Linked DNA regions of Mus musculus: region 2 is linked to region 1. The links are chromatin contacts, called in public Hi-C maps. All regions are on one chromosome and are shown on one strand. The core of a region is the stretch at or near the end of the contact, and the rest is flanking DNA. Distances in the headings are between cores, read along the strand shown.

What was found. Hi-C and Micro-C count contacts between places; a contact is called where the count stands out from the background.
Region 2: a contact with region 1 is called in a Hi-C map of the G1E-ER4 cell line, with 3 times the contacts expected there. The contact joins two enhancer-like sites. A contact is called at or near these places in 3 of 15 datasets of contacts at CTCF or cohesin (CD8 T cells, large pre-B cells and pro-B cells), 22 of 484 Hi-C or Micro-C datasets (the 63-12 cell line, the Ba/F3 cell line, the C10 cell line and 18 more), 8 of 115 datasets of contacts at active chromatin or transcription factors (DN3 thymocytes, the HPC-7 cell line, T-cell acute lymphoblastic leukemia and 5 more) and 3 of 9 other capture datasets (adipose tissue, liver and pancreatic islet).

The regions. Positions count from the first base shown.
Region 1 is chr10:20,991,047-20,998,034 of GRCm38.p6, forward strand. All of the region lies in intron 15 of Ahi1 (Abelson helper integration site 1), which reads left to right. Among named protein-coding and RNA genes, the nearest start is that of Ahi1, 42 kb to the left of the region's middle. Within about 2 kb of position 4,410, at least 24 of the 459 cell types and tissues checked have an H3K27ac peak or open chromatin away from gene starts, as enhancers often do. A contact at or near this core is called in the G1E-ER4 cell line, where this site is marked.
Region 2 is chr10:21,127,083-21,134,070 of GRCm38.p6, forward strand. All of the region lies in intron 15 of Myb (myeloblastosis oncogene), which reads right to left. Among named protein-coding and RNA genes, the nearest start is that of Myb, 30 kb to the right of the region's middle. Within about 2 kb of position 4,024, at least 12 of the 459 cell types and tissues checked have an H3K27ac peak or open chromatin away from gene starts, as enhancers often do. A contact at or near this core is called in the G1E-ER4 cell line, where this site is marked.

The DNA.
Region 1 (6,988 bases), core at 3,160-5,659:
AAGCTCATCTACCAGTAGCCAGTCAGGGTACAGGAATCCACACTTTACCGTGCTCACAAGCACTTGTCTGTGGAGTTGAGAAGATGATGTTTCTCCCTTTACACCGTTACTCAGCCTTTTCCATTTATCCACTAACCCGGATGCCATACCTGGCCAACTGTATTGCATTTAATACACACAGCTAACGCACGTTAGAGCCACATTGTCTTAGATGCAGGAGCATGGATTTGGGTGAGCATCTCAGAAATGATGATATGAGAATAACAGAATATGGAATTACTTATTTTATGTAACACATTTAAAACAATTTTTGATAAATGCATATACCTTGCCAAAAAAAAATGTTTAAAGCTCAAAATGTTTCACCATATTTCCCAGGCTCTTTGTCGCCTATTTTTAAAAAGGGGAAGCTTAGGAAGAAGTAAGATAACTTCAAGACATCTAAAATCTGGCACAACTCTTTTTAGTGGTATAGGTACAAAACAAATGAGAGTTATTTTAGTCTCTGAGTGTTTTACTCATTGAATATAGGCTACAATCAGTAGTTCAAATAATCATTAGTTTTTTACTAAAATTTTTAATGTTTAATTAACCTATTACAGTTTTGCCCTATATTTTTTTAACACATGGATATTTTGCTCAAACTGTGTTTTCTCAGAATGAAGTTCACATGTGGTTTTACTGAGTTTTAATGATAAAAAGTTCAAAAGAAACAGAACAGCTAAGTTACTTTTAAAATAGCTTCTGAAATATTCAAGGAAAAAGAAGCAAGTTCTTTTTTTTTTTTTTTTTGTAAGTTAAATCAGCTCCAAGCGAGACCACAGTGGTAGCTAAATGTATCAGCCGTCTTTCCGTCCCAGCAGAATCTGTGAGAGTCAGCAAGGGTCTCTCCTGCTGAGCGCATGTTCAGCTTGTGGTCTTTGAGTCCCTCGTTCTACTGAAGTTTTGCTTTTTTTTTGTAAGAAGTGTAATTTTTACTTTCAGAAGGCAGTTTTATTTGTCTGATTTTGAAAGGGTTAATCATCTAGTAATACAAAGTTTAGTCACCGCGTACCACAAATAATGTGCATCGAGGGTTCCCACAACAAAGTACATCTCAGAGAAACGGTTTCTGCTGAATTAACTCCATGAAGCCAGGCGTTAGCAATAAATATTCTGTTATTAAACAGTGTTTGTCTACTTATGTCTCTAGGATGTTTTTGCACATTTAAGAATTATTAGTACCTAACAGCACTATGTATTAACACTATGAATATATCTGTTTAAAATTTTTCACTATGGTTTTATGACATAAGTGTTTTTACAGTTTTACAGGATCTAGGAGTTGAATCACTGAGAACTGGTTTATGTTTTGTTTGTTTGTGTTTTGTTTTGTTTTGTTTATTTGAGGCAGGGCTTCTCTTTGTAGCCCTGGCTATCTTGGAACTCACTCCATAGGTCAGTCTACCCTGGAACTCAAAGATCCACCTGCCTCTGTCTAAGATCAAAGGCATACACCACTATCGCTCAGCCAAAATTTATACTCTTATTTGCCTTCTAAATTTATTAGCAAACGACCTGCTATATTAGGTTTCAAATGGTAAAACTTTTCTCTATAGTATCAGTTTCTCTGGAATATGTAATTTTTGTGGAATTTTTATACCTTGTAGGAAGCAAAGATGTAGGCTTGTTTATTTGTTTATTATCAGCACCTAGCCTGAATGCTGACATACATGACTGTGTATGTTAAGTAGAGTCAAGTCTGTTTGGCAACCTCTTAAAATTGCTAACCCCAGGTAATGAGCCTGAGTTCTCACTAGGTGGCAGTGTCCCTTTCTGTGGCAGTGCAGACCTTTCCCAGCACCTGTTATGCACCAGGCTCACTTGAGCTGTAAACCCAAGGGTTGGACTCAGTTTACCTGCTCATTGCTGGTCCTTTCTCCTGTTTACAGAGGTGATTACACACCCGACAACCTTTAGTCAAACTAAAAGCCATTTCTACAATGACTTCTACAAGGACTTTAGAACTGGAATTCAGTGATCTGGAAACGATCTAGTCAGAAATAGACCGGTGATCTGCTTTGTCATGCTGGTAGCTTTATTTTTCACAGTGTGGCATGCTCTCCCATAGTTCAGGGACATAGACACATTTAAGTTCATAAAATTCTGTTACAGGCAAGCATGGAGGCACATGCATGGAATCCCAGTATTTGGAAGGTAGAGACAGGAGGGTCATGACTTCTAGGTCATCCTTGGGTACACAGAGCTTCCAAGGCTAGAGACCCCATCTCTCAAGTTGCTAATTGCCTATAGTGTTTATAAGGCACTGTGTTTAGCATAGACTTTGGCAGTGTGTGTTTGCATTAAGAATTAAACTTCTTACAGAATAGAGTTATTTCTTTTTTCTTTTTTAAAAGATTTATTATTATCCATAAGTACACTATAGCTGTCTTCAGACACCCCAGAAGAGGGCGTTAGATCTCATTACAAGTGGTTGTGAGCCACCATGTGGTTGCTCGAATTTGAACTCAGGCCCTTCAGAAGAGCAGTCAGTACTCTTACCTGCTGAGTCATCTCACCAGCCCAAGAGTTATTTCTTGAATTTTATGAAAATATAAGATGGCACCACTAGTGAATTTGGGATTATTGAGAACAGTGGCAGTCATAGCTAAGATCAAGTACTTTCTTATAGAATACTTCCCAAATACTTGAGAAAAAATCTCATTATTGTCACTATTAATGGATGATGAAACCAAGGCACCACAGAATGAAGTAACTCTCCTAAGGTCACAGAGTTGTGGGTAAAACTACCATTTGACTTCAGGCTGCCTGACTAATGTCTTCACAGGATAATACCTAGGTGATATAAATTTAATACCCACAGCGTATGTATCATTTAATGTCTTCCATATGTGATTAAAAGTCCAATTCAGATATTATAATTTTCATCCTTTCAGAAAATTACACCATTGTCGGGCGCCAGTCGTGGGGAAATAAAGGGGATGGGAGAAATGACCCACGTCCCACCAGAGCTCCGGGGCTCTAGGCGGACAGATGCGGGGAACCGGGGGAACTGCCGTGCACTCTCCATGCTGCCCGGGTGGGCGTTTGGCTGTGGGAAGCCACGGAACCCCAGTCTGCGGGGATGGAGAGGGAGCAGTCCGGGGTCCCTGGGCCTCAAGGAAGCCAGGGTCGACAGGTTCTAGCTCCGGGGCATCGCAGGACATCGCTGGATACTACAGAAGAGCTGAGAATGGGTGGGGGCACTGCGGGCAGCTCATTCTGCCCTGAGGCCAAAGGGAGAAGGGGCAGGGGTAGAAGGCACTGGGTAGTTCCCACGCATGTGACGGTCTTTGGTCCAGCCTGGCAGCTGGAAACGCTAAAAGGCCTTCTTGAGGGAGATTAGAGGAGGCTCTTAGGGGAAGGCCTTATTCCATCGCTCCAGCACTGCGAGTCTAGATGAAAGGAGGCAGTCTATGGCTTCAGGTAGAGAAGTAGAGGCAGGCCATGGCCACGTGGAGAGAGGGGAGAAGGGAGGGGGAGAGAAGGAACAAGAGGGCTAGAGAGAAAGCAAGAGAAGCAAGAGAGAGGAAGGGCCAAGCAGCCCCCTTTATAGTGTGCTGTACTACCTTGCTGTGGCTAGGTAACTGGGGGAGGAGCTTACCTGACTGTAGCCAGAATACCTGGAGCTTGGGACATTGCCTGTGTGACAATAGTCACAGGATTATGGAGTTGAGGACTCATGTTGTCAGGTGCCTGTGTCTGGGAATGTGGCTCACTATTCCGTCCCTTGTAGAATTACTACTGGGTCTCCGGAGTAAGCTTCGCTCAACCAGAACACAGACTGCCTTTCACAGTCCAACACACCATAACAGGTAGTACTGATTGTAGGATGGAGTTTTAAATATTGATTTTTACCCTATTATAAGAAATTATAAATTAAAGCTACCATGATGATGAAGGCCTGACAAAACTGCTTTCCTGTATTCTGAAATATTTACTGTTTCTCACATAATGGATTCTTGACTTTCAAAGCCCAGACCATTAAGTGACTAAGGAAATATGAAAATTTTCATGTACATGATGGCCTTGAGTGTAAACAGCAGGGCCTTTGTATGCTTACAGGTGTGCCTTCTAAAGGAATGATACAGCCCAAAGCAGACAACAGCATGGCAGGAGCATCTGCAGAGGGACTGAGCCTCTTGACAAACACTGTCAATCTGCCCAACCCTCAACACATAGTTTCCAATTTTATATGCGTCTGCTTTTTAAGCTGTGAAATAAAAATTATACATGCTTTATTTATTATACCTCCATATTTTATGTAATGATAACTGAAACCATAAAGCAAGATGTGAGGGCTAGATATGAATAGAGTCCATGAGCCAGGCTGTAGCAGGGAGTTCTAGTGGTTTTCCTGTAGCAATGCATGCCACACACTGTCAGCTGAAGAGTGCCATGTGGCTAGGAAGACAGCAGGAAGGGAATAGTACCTCCTGCAGGGGATTTGCAGACAGCTTGTAAGGATAGGCTTCAAAACAATCAAACAAATACAGTTGCCACCTGCAGGTTCGTGACCCCTGTGCATTCCTCTGCCATGCAGCTTAGCTCCCTGCAGTAACTGGCTCAGCTCCAAGAAGTCGGAACCCCAAAAAGGAGTCTCTGTATTTTCCAAGCCTGCTATAATGCATGCATGTAAGGATGTCTCAGAAAGAGATGAAAGGGTATGGATAAGAATATTAAAATTGTGAGCTTTAACATAGCAGGTTAGATCAGACCTAAGTTTTAAACATACAAAGTACATTGGTATAAAGAAGAAAAATGATACAATGCAGAAATAGGGCTGTCTAATTACAGCATGGTCTCTAACCAGAACCTAAAAGTAACGTGGTAACCTGCAGATAGTTACAAGCATACAGCTTGAAGGATAATCCAAAATCATCTATCACCAACTGTTTTACAGTGAGAAAGGCATATGTCTTAAGCAGATCTCCTGGTGGGGGTGGGGGAGCTGAAGAACTTCCCAGCAGTTTCTGTTTGGAGTGTAGTCTAGTACACTTTGTGACTATGTCTGCAGACTGTAAATGCGCAACTCCTCATAGAACTAGAGGTGCTAACAGCATAGGAGGGTGCTGATTTGGCTGCTTGGAGTCCAAGAGTTTGTATAAAATGTTAACAGGGCACCATAGAAACAAACACCAGAGTTTGCAGTTCTGTTTTTTACTCCACTTAGAATATTTTAATTCACAATTATAATTCACAATACATTGTAAAATATATCTTAATATTTTGAAACATACTTTGTCACTGCCTTTTTCTGTTTTTACCAGTTAGGAATTCTTTGAAAGAGAAAACATAATACATATTTAATGTATTGTAATATTTTAAAAATCCAGTTGAATCAAAACTGTAAGAGAAAAGATAGTTAAGGCCTGTTAGCTTGTTACTGACACCAGTACATGTGTTCTTGACTGTCCTTGACTGCTCATTCACTCGGTTAGAGGAAACTGTAGTTTGCAAATACAAAGCTCAGAAAATCTGGGAAATTAGCATGCCAGACTGTTTGTAGATGCAGCTTTACCTGCAGCAAGAAAGCAGCTAAAGGCTGGTAGCACAATTTCAATGTGAAGACTACAGAAATCATGGAACATGTTTTTCTGTTGACTTCTCGGCCTGAAACCCACCCACCCCGTAGAGGTAGACCGTCCCGATTCCAGCCCATGGGACACTTTTCTTTAGGTGGTTTTCTACAGCTTTACACTTGCTTATTTTCTAAAGCTATCTTTGAATAATTAAAGGAGAAGTAAATATTCTTATCACTCTAGAAATATGACTAAATTAAATACAAGAACATTAGAGTCAAATTCACACACACACACACACACACACACACAAACCTATAGGGAGTGATGACTTTTGCGCTGAAATAGATAATTGCTACAGAGAAATGCCTGTCAGTGACAGTTGGGGTAGTCCTTGGCCTTCTCTCAGGGCTCTGTCTGTCCTCTGGACATGGCCAACATAGTCTGCAGAGAATGCTGGGTATTGGCTGGCTCTTCTGTTGACATAGATGAAGTTGTGTATGAATATCAAAGGCCTATAATTTTTACAGGTGGTATTATCACATAAATGATTACTTTTAAAAGTCCAATGTTTTATGCCCATTAAATATTTTAGACCTTGGTGTGGTGTCTTGTGCCTTTAAGCCCAGCATCCAAGAGGAGGGCAGATCTCTGTGACTTTGAGGCCTCTCTGTCCTATATAGGAAGTTTCCAGGACAGCAAGGCTGCCTCTCTCTCTCTCTCTCTCTCTCTCTCTCTCTCTCTCTCACACACACACACACACACACACACACACACACACACACACACACACACACACAGATAATTTATTTAAATAGTATAGGACAACTGTTGTATATGATTAAGTACATACCTATCTTACTCATTTTGTTCATTAGGAAAACCTGTCTTGGAGTACACCTGTCAGTCAGACAGTAAAAACAGCATCGAGTTTTTATTTGCATTTTTACTACTGTTTTCTTCCTTGTTTGCTATCAGCTACATGGTTGGTTCCTTGGTGACTTTTCTAGAGTATCTCTGGGTTTCCTGCTGCTTTGATCTTCTAAGTGAATTTTGTGGGTCCTGTTTGCCTCTTCTGTCACCCTTGTCATCTGCTTTGTGTGTTTGTGTACACAGCTTTCTTGGGGTCATTTACATATAATAAACTATGAATTTTAAATATATGCTTTGATAACTTACCTACTTGCAAGAGCACCACCTCAGCCCCAGCAGTGAACACTCCCACCGTGGCCCCATTTTAATTGCACCCTCCTCTTTTCACCCTTGAAAGCACTATAAATTAGTGTCCATGTTCTACAATTGTCTACACTCAAATATGCTGCATGCACCATGAATTCTTTTATGGCTTTATTTTTCATGACTAATTTTGATAATTTTTAGTTATTTTGGTGTCATTTATGTTTTAGCACCTACCAACAGTTCATCTT
Region 2 (6,988 bases), core at 2,774-5,273, 140 kb after region 1:
TAATGCAGACACACCACGAGGAAAGGTTCAGACACACCGTAGCTGGACAGGTAAATGAAGGGGTGAGGTTTAGAGAGAACTTGCCCAAGTGAGGCTATGGTGTACACACAATAGCTTGAACGGTGTTCTGCCCACTGTATCTCCTGGTTCCTGCTGTTTCTCCATGTCTACTCAAACTGGAATATGTACAGTTTATGTCCCACTTAATTCTCAGGATGGTTTACAGCGTTCATAGCACAAATACAACAGTGGTTCTAAAGTAGAGAAGTAGGACTGGAGAGATGGCTCAGTGCTTAAGAGCGCTGATTGGCTGCTCTTCCAGAGGACCCATGTTCAATTCCCAGCACCCACATGGCAACTCAAAACTGTCTGTAACTCCAGTTCCAGGAGATCTGACACCTTCACACAGAAAATACATGCAAGCAAAACACCAATGCACATAAAGTAGATAAATAAATTATTTTTTAAAGAACAAAAAGCAAGAACACTAGGAAGGGAATGTTGAGACTTAGTGAATTGAAGGCCAACATGGGCTACATAGCTTTGTCTCCAACATTGAAGCTTTTGCTCTCCAGAACCTCAAGCGTCTTTTGAGAGATAAAACACACATGTGCTTTTATACCCTGCAAAAAAAAAACCCCGGCGCGTGGCGGTTTGCAGTGCCACATGCAAGAGAACAGGACACAGGACGCTGAGAACGCTGTTTAAGAACGGCCGGAGGGAAAGGATAGTGAGGGTGGGGAGTTTCGGTTTGAACAGTGTTGGTGAGAAAGACTATGGAGAAACAAAGGATGTAGTGGTTGCAAGGCATCATGGAACGGCCCTTACACTGCACTGCTGTGATCCTGTCACACTTAAACTCTCACACAGAACACCCATGGTGTGGCCACCTCTGTAGCACCCCACATAGGTCACACAGCAGGAAGTTAACATAGAAGACAGCACATGAGCAACACACTCAAGACTAGATCACTAAGGAACGAGGGGACAGTAATCTGAATGAGGTGGGATTCAGCAGCCCATACCTCTAAGACCTCTTATGAGGAACGTAGCAGGGATGTGCATAGGAAATTCAGGGGTTTATCACCAGGACCTTCCAGTACAGACAGAACCATGGGGGTGGGGGTGGGGGTGGAGTGAGAAGAGGCATGCTTGTTGGTGAGTAACTATGGCAACCTTGAAGGAACACTGCTGGGCATGGTGCTGAGGTCCTGATCTCCCCGCCACCCCCCTCAGTGACTACACTAAAGTTCCAGTGACTTTCAGTTTGCAGCGCACTGTGTTCTGACTTCCCTGAGTCACAGCCTCTTAGCTTGCCTGGCTGCCTCTCAGTCACAGCCAAGTGCACAAGTGTGCTCGAAACAATCAGGTGCAGCTTGACATACTCCATAGCCACTGAATCGTCCTACAGCATTCCAAGGGACAGCATGTCACAGACAGGCTGCAACCAAGATGGCAGCCATCCCAGGTTGACTTCTGACACAAAGTCACATTTGATATTTTTCCTAACAATAAGCTTAGTTACAACATCCTTTGAAATGGTTCTAAACCAGCTGTTCTCAACTTGTGGATTGCAACTCCTTTGAGGGTGTGGGGGAGGGTTGAGGGAGTCACCTAAGACTATGGGAAAACACAGATTCATACTTTACAATTCAAAACAGTAGTAGTATTAAACGGTTGCAGATTAGGAAGACTGAGAAGTGCTGTAAAATGAGTATTTCCCTGGATCCAAATGCACAGACCGAACACACATGGCTCTGCGCAGGGTTTCAGTCCGCCCAGCGCCTCTGCTTGAGTGTTACTGCCTGCTAACTTGCAGGAGCGAAGGTTTTCCAGTGCAGCACAGAAATCAAACAGACACACTATATCACCTAAACTAATACAATTTAATTACTGAGTTAGGGCCTGTAATCCTTGCAGCAAAATATGACATATAATAATGAGCAGTTAAGAGACAACAAATCAGAGCCGGGCAGTAGTGGTGCACGCCTTTAATCCCAGCCCTCGGGAGGCAGAGGCAGGCGGATTTCTGAGTTCGAGGCCAGCCTGGTCTTCAGAGTGAGTTCCAGGACAGCCAGGGCTGCACAGAGAAACCCTGTCTCAAAAAAACCAAACCAAACCAAACAAAAAACGAGACAACAAATCAAATGGTGTATCCTCTACAGAGAAGCATATGTAGTGCTTAGAAACACTGACTAAGTGAGGAGGCTACTGTATAACTTAACCTAATGATACTGTGCATGTAGATTTAAAATTACACCATATATATACACATATATGTATATATATATATATATACATACACACACACACACACACACACATATATATATATGTATGTGTATTACCAAAAACATGTATCTTCAAAAGAATGGAGGAGGAAGAATGAAGGAAAAAACATATTGAAACAAAAAAGGCTTATTTCTATTTTTTTCTAAGAGCTTTTCCTACTAAAAAAAAGAAATTTTCTACTTGGCCTGATTTAATACAGAATAAAATTCCTGTATGCAAATTAAGTTTCTTAAGCTTCCACCACAATATAAGTTATGTTTGCTCCTGCTGATGGCCACACACTGAGCCGTCCTTTGCTGTATGGTATGTTAGATGACTCTTAACTGTCCATGCCTGTTCAGAGAATCATATCAACTTATCAATTTGAAAAGAATTGTGACTTTGATAAATCTCCAGGTTGATCATCCCTGGAGTGATATTTTGTCTTTCCTCCAGGACTAGATATTTAAGATAGAATCAATATATAAAGAATGTACTATATAGTTCTCATGAGTACTTTGTGGGGACTTTTCAAATAATCAGGTTCTCCTACAAAAGAGAATGTCTAAAGATCAAATTCACAATAATGAAAATACCCAGACTCCTCAGCACGTGTGCTAAGCCGGAGCCTAGCGCTAGGTCAGAGCCTCAGAGCCTAGGGCTAGGGAGAGGTCAGAACACGCAGTTCTTGGTGTGCACACGATAGGGTGCAGTAAGCTAGCGTGTGTGGAATCATTGTGGGCAGAAAGGCAGCTCGCATGAGCTAAGCAGCTTTGGGAGCTAGGAGGGCACACAGTAGGTACATCACAGAGAATGTAATAAGCTGAACAGAACACATACCAATGGCGAGAATGGAGAGCAAGGTCAGGTAGGCGGGCACTATGGTTCAAGCGAGGGGGATGGCCCGGGGAGTAAAGGGTTTACTCTTCAGTGAGGAAGAACCTGGGCTGGATTTCCAGAAACTGTGTTTTTTAAAAGGGGGGTGGGATTGGCACGGTAGTGTGCACTTGGAATCCTAGCACTAAGAAGGCAGGGGCAGGTGGATCCCTAGGGCTCACTAGCCAGCCAGCCTAGCCTACTTAGGTATTTGATGAGTTTCAGGGAGTGTCTCAAAAGAGATGGTAGGGTGGGATGGACAGACTCTGAGGAACACTATCCAAGGTTGTCCTCTGTCTGCAACATACCATCTGTGTGCTTCTCCCAAACACATACACAGAAAGAGGGAGGGAGAGAGGGAGGGAGGGAGGGAGGGAGGGGGAGAGAAGGAAAGAAGAGAAGAGGAAAAGAAGAGAAAGGAAAGAAAAGGAGGAGAGGAGAGGAGAGGAGAGGAGAGGAGAGGAGAGGAGAGGAGAGGAGAGGAGAGGAGAGGAGAGGAGAGGAGAGGAGAGGAGAGGAGAGAAGAGAAGAGAAGAGAAGAGAAGAGAAGAAGAGAAGAGAAAAAAAGACTGTCAAGGTCAGCTTCCTTTTTCCTTAGGATCTTGAACTGGGGACCCCACAGCAACTTCTCAAGAACATGATAGCTGTGACAAACCAGGATTAGGTGTCTTTCTGTTAAGGGCTATTTTTGAATGCTGTCACCTCAATTTCTGTGTGTTTCTGTTTTCAACTCCTGCATTTCTGTTTACTTTAAGAGAGCAGTTAGGCGCAGCAGCTTCTGCATGTGAATTCTTGCTGCTTCTAAACCCAGTGTTCTGTAGATGTCAGCCTGTCTGAATTCATTTAAATGTTAATAGAATCCTACCCTACATCCTCCTGTGGCGGCCAGGAGAGTCACCTTGCTTATCCTGTAATGCATCTTTCATTGCCGCTGGGCAGACGTGAGCTATAAACAGTCTGTCAAAACTTTAACTGGGATATCCTGTTAAAGCACTTTGAAAAAAAAACATCCAGACCCTTTGCAAAAGCCCAATAAATGAAAGGAGCCGAGACCACGCCCACAGGTGGTTTTCTGACAGAACTAGATTATTGCAACATTTCCCGTGGGCTCCCCTCATGCTGAATAACTGTATTATTACATTCATAAAGCCACACAGTATCTGCTGAGGTCAAGGCGCCTGGGAAATTCTATTTTACAATGTGAAGATGTAATAAGACAGCGAGATGAATCTAATATATATTTTATTATTTATTTAATATTTTATTATTATAACATATAATTACTATCTTATTGATATTTATATTACTTTTAAAAAAACTAATATATATGGATTGATAGTGTCTAAGGAATCCAGAGTAAGAATTCTCCGATTCTATTTAATTCATCCAAACAAAAATACTACTCATCTCATCCTTAATGAGATTCTGAAAGTCAGAATTCCTTCCCACAGGGACATCTGCGTAAAACGGCATTCATAAAGGATACCACAGAAAATCTTCATTGTATCAAGAGGTTGCTACAGTGAGATCAATGGGTAGCAAACTTCCTCACTAGTGAATACCTGTGGCAGCACAATGAAATACTTACAACTTCAGGGTTCCTAACTGAAGGGATGGACAATGTAGGTGGTGGCGGGATGCCCTCTACCCATTAGTGCAGGATGCCCCCTACCCATTAGTGCAGGATGCCCCCTACCCACTAGTGCAGGATGCTCCTTACCCATTAGTACAGGATGCCCCCCTACCCATTAGTATAGGATGCCCCCCTACTCATTAGTGCAGGATGCCCCCTACCCACTAGTGTAGGATGCCCCTTACTCATTACTGCAGGATGCCCCCTACCCATTAGTGCCTCTGTGTCCAGGCTGAATTAACAATGGGTAGAGCACAGGGATCTTTCGCAGATATGGGCTTTTATCCAGATGTCTCTAGAAGTGTTCATTCTAACATGTTTATAGACACCTCAATAACTTACATTCTATAGCTTGGGGTACCCAAGTTTTAGGAAGAACAGCTCCTTCCTCGGACATCCCCTAGTGCTTGATTATCAGTAGTCAGACAACTGTCAAGTCTCTCTGAAGCAATTTACCTTTTCTGACCTACCCAAGGCAACTTCTATCTCCACGTTTGTTTTAAATATCATCAAACAAAGTGTATGAAGAGTTACTGTCTTGGAACAACTTGGGCAGGGCAGACCGACTCAGCTCATCAGAGAAATTCCATCCCAGAGATACACACAGAAAGCTTACTTAATTTATATCACTAATTGAATGCTGGTCACTGAAACACTTCTGAGAGTGACATGGGTGGAAAAATAGTGACCAGAGAGAATAGCAACAATTGCGAAGACACCCTGGAGTTAAACCTGGCAGCACAGTAGACAGACAGACAGACACTCAGAATGCACTCTGTATCTGCGGCCATCTTCCTGCTACCCACACAACAGCAGGAAAGAAAAGAAACCCAGGCCGCCCGTCACCTGCTTCATCTCTGCTGTAGTAGGAGCCCTGACTACCTGATCTGCTCAGCTATTTCTTTTAGTGACCCACTGACCTGGTTCTGCAAGGTGGAATAGGAATTGTAGACGTTATTAACATAATACAAGAAGTCCTGGCAATAGGGAGACCTACTTACTTGCTCTTTAACTACTGTATTAAGATTTTTAAGCTATATTTAGATTTTTTCATTATATAACCAAGACTATGTTTAAAGTTACTATGTGGTTACAGGTGAACTCCTGATCTTCCAGAGGACTGGGATTATAGATTTACATTACTACACCTGGTGCTGGATTAAACCCAGGGCTTCATGCATGCTGGGCTAGCACTCTGCCAGCTCAGCTGCATTTCTTTGACAGGACAGAGGCTGCATGCAGTTTTTCTCTGATAATAAATATCATGGGAGCAGGCTGGCTTATGTGCTGCCATCTTGGAATCATCCGATCCATATGATCTTTACAGCAATCTTAAGAGACCAGGGAAGGACACATCACGGTCCTTAACTGTAGACAAGAGTAACTTAATTCATTTCATTTGCTCCATTTAATCAAGTCCTCCAAATAGGATGAGAAGGAGCCCAGAGCAGAGCCCAGGCTCTGATGCCCATGTGAGAACTCATGTCACTTCGGAGCAACATCAGTCACAAGGAAAGGGTGTTGTTGGAAAAGTATGAACACTTACAGACGAGTGAAATGCAGACAATTACCGGCTGAACTACACAGAACAGAGGAGGGAAGAGAGCCGCAATTTCTACTAACAGTCCTGTAAAATTCTGGAACTTCTGAGGATGGGCTGAAGTATTAAAGACTGAAGAAATGTTTTCAAACTCATTGGTTTTTTTGTTGTTGTTGTTGTTTTTTTTAAGAGTAAGGCTTTGACAAACCAAGTCAGGAAATTAAAATTTAAGGCTGTCATTCTGTGGTTACAAAACAATCCAGAGGAGAGTGCATGAGTAAAGAACGCATATAAACACAGTGCTTGCACTCATGTTTCAAACAGGACTAAAAAGGAATGATAAAAGAAAATGAAGCTCAGGCGGCTAAGAGCAAGAGCATGGGTTTGAATCTGGCAGTAGAAATGTTTATTAGCATAAAGCATGTTTCTTACCCTGTAAAGGAAACTGAGAGCACTCTCACCCCCGCCCCCCCCCCCCCCCCCCCCCGCTTTCTCTGGGTGTCTACCTCAGCTGTCAGGGTAAACAGGTGGGACACAGGCCTCTCACAGTAACTCTGACTTCCCTGCTCCATTCTGGGATGAATGCTCTCTCCACTTCTCCATTTGTGATCACTGCACACACGTCTAGACTCCAGCCTGCACCCCACTTCACCTAGGGAATAAGCTAG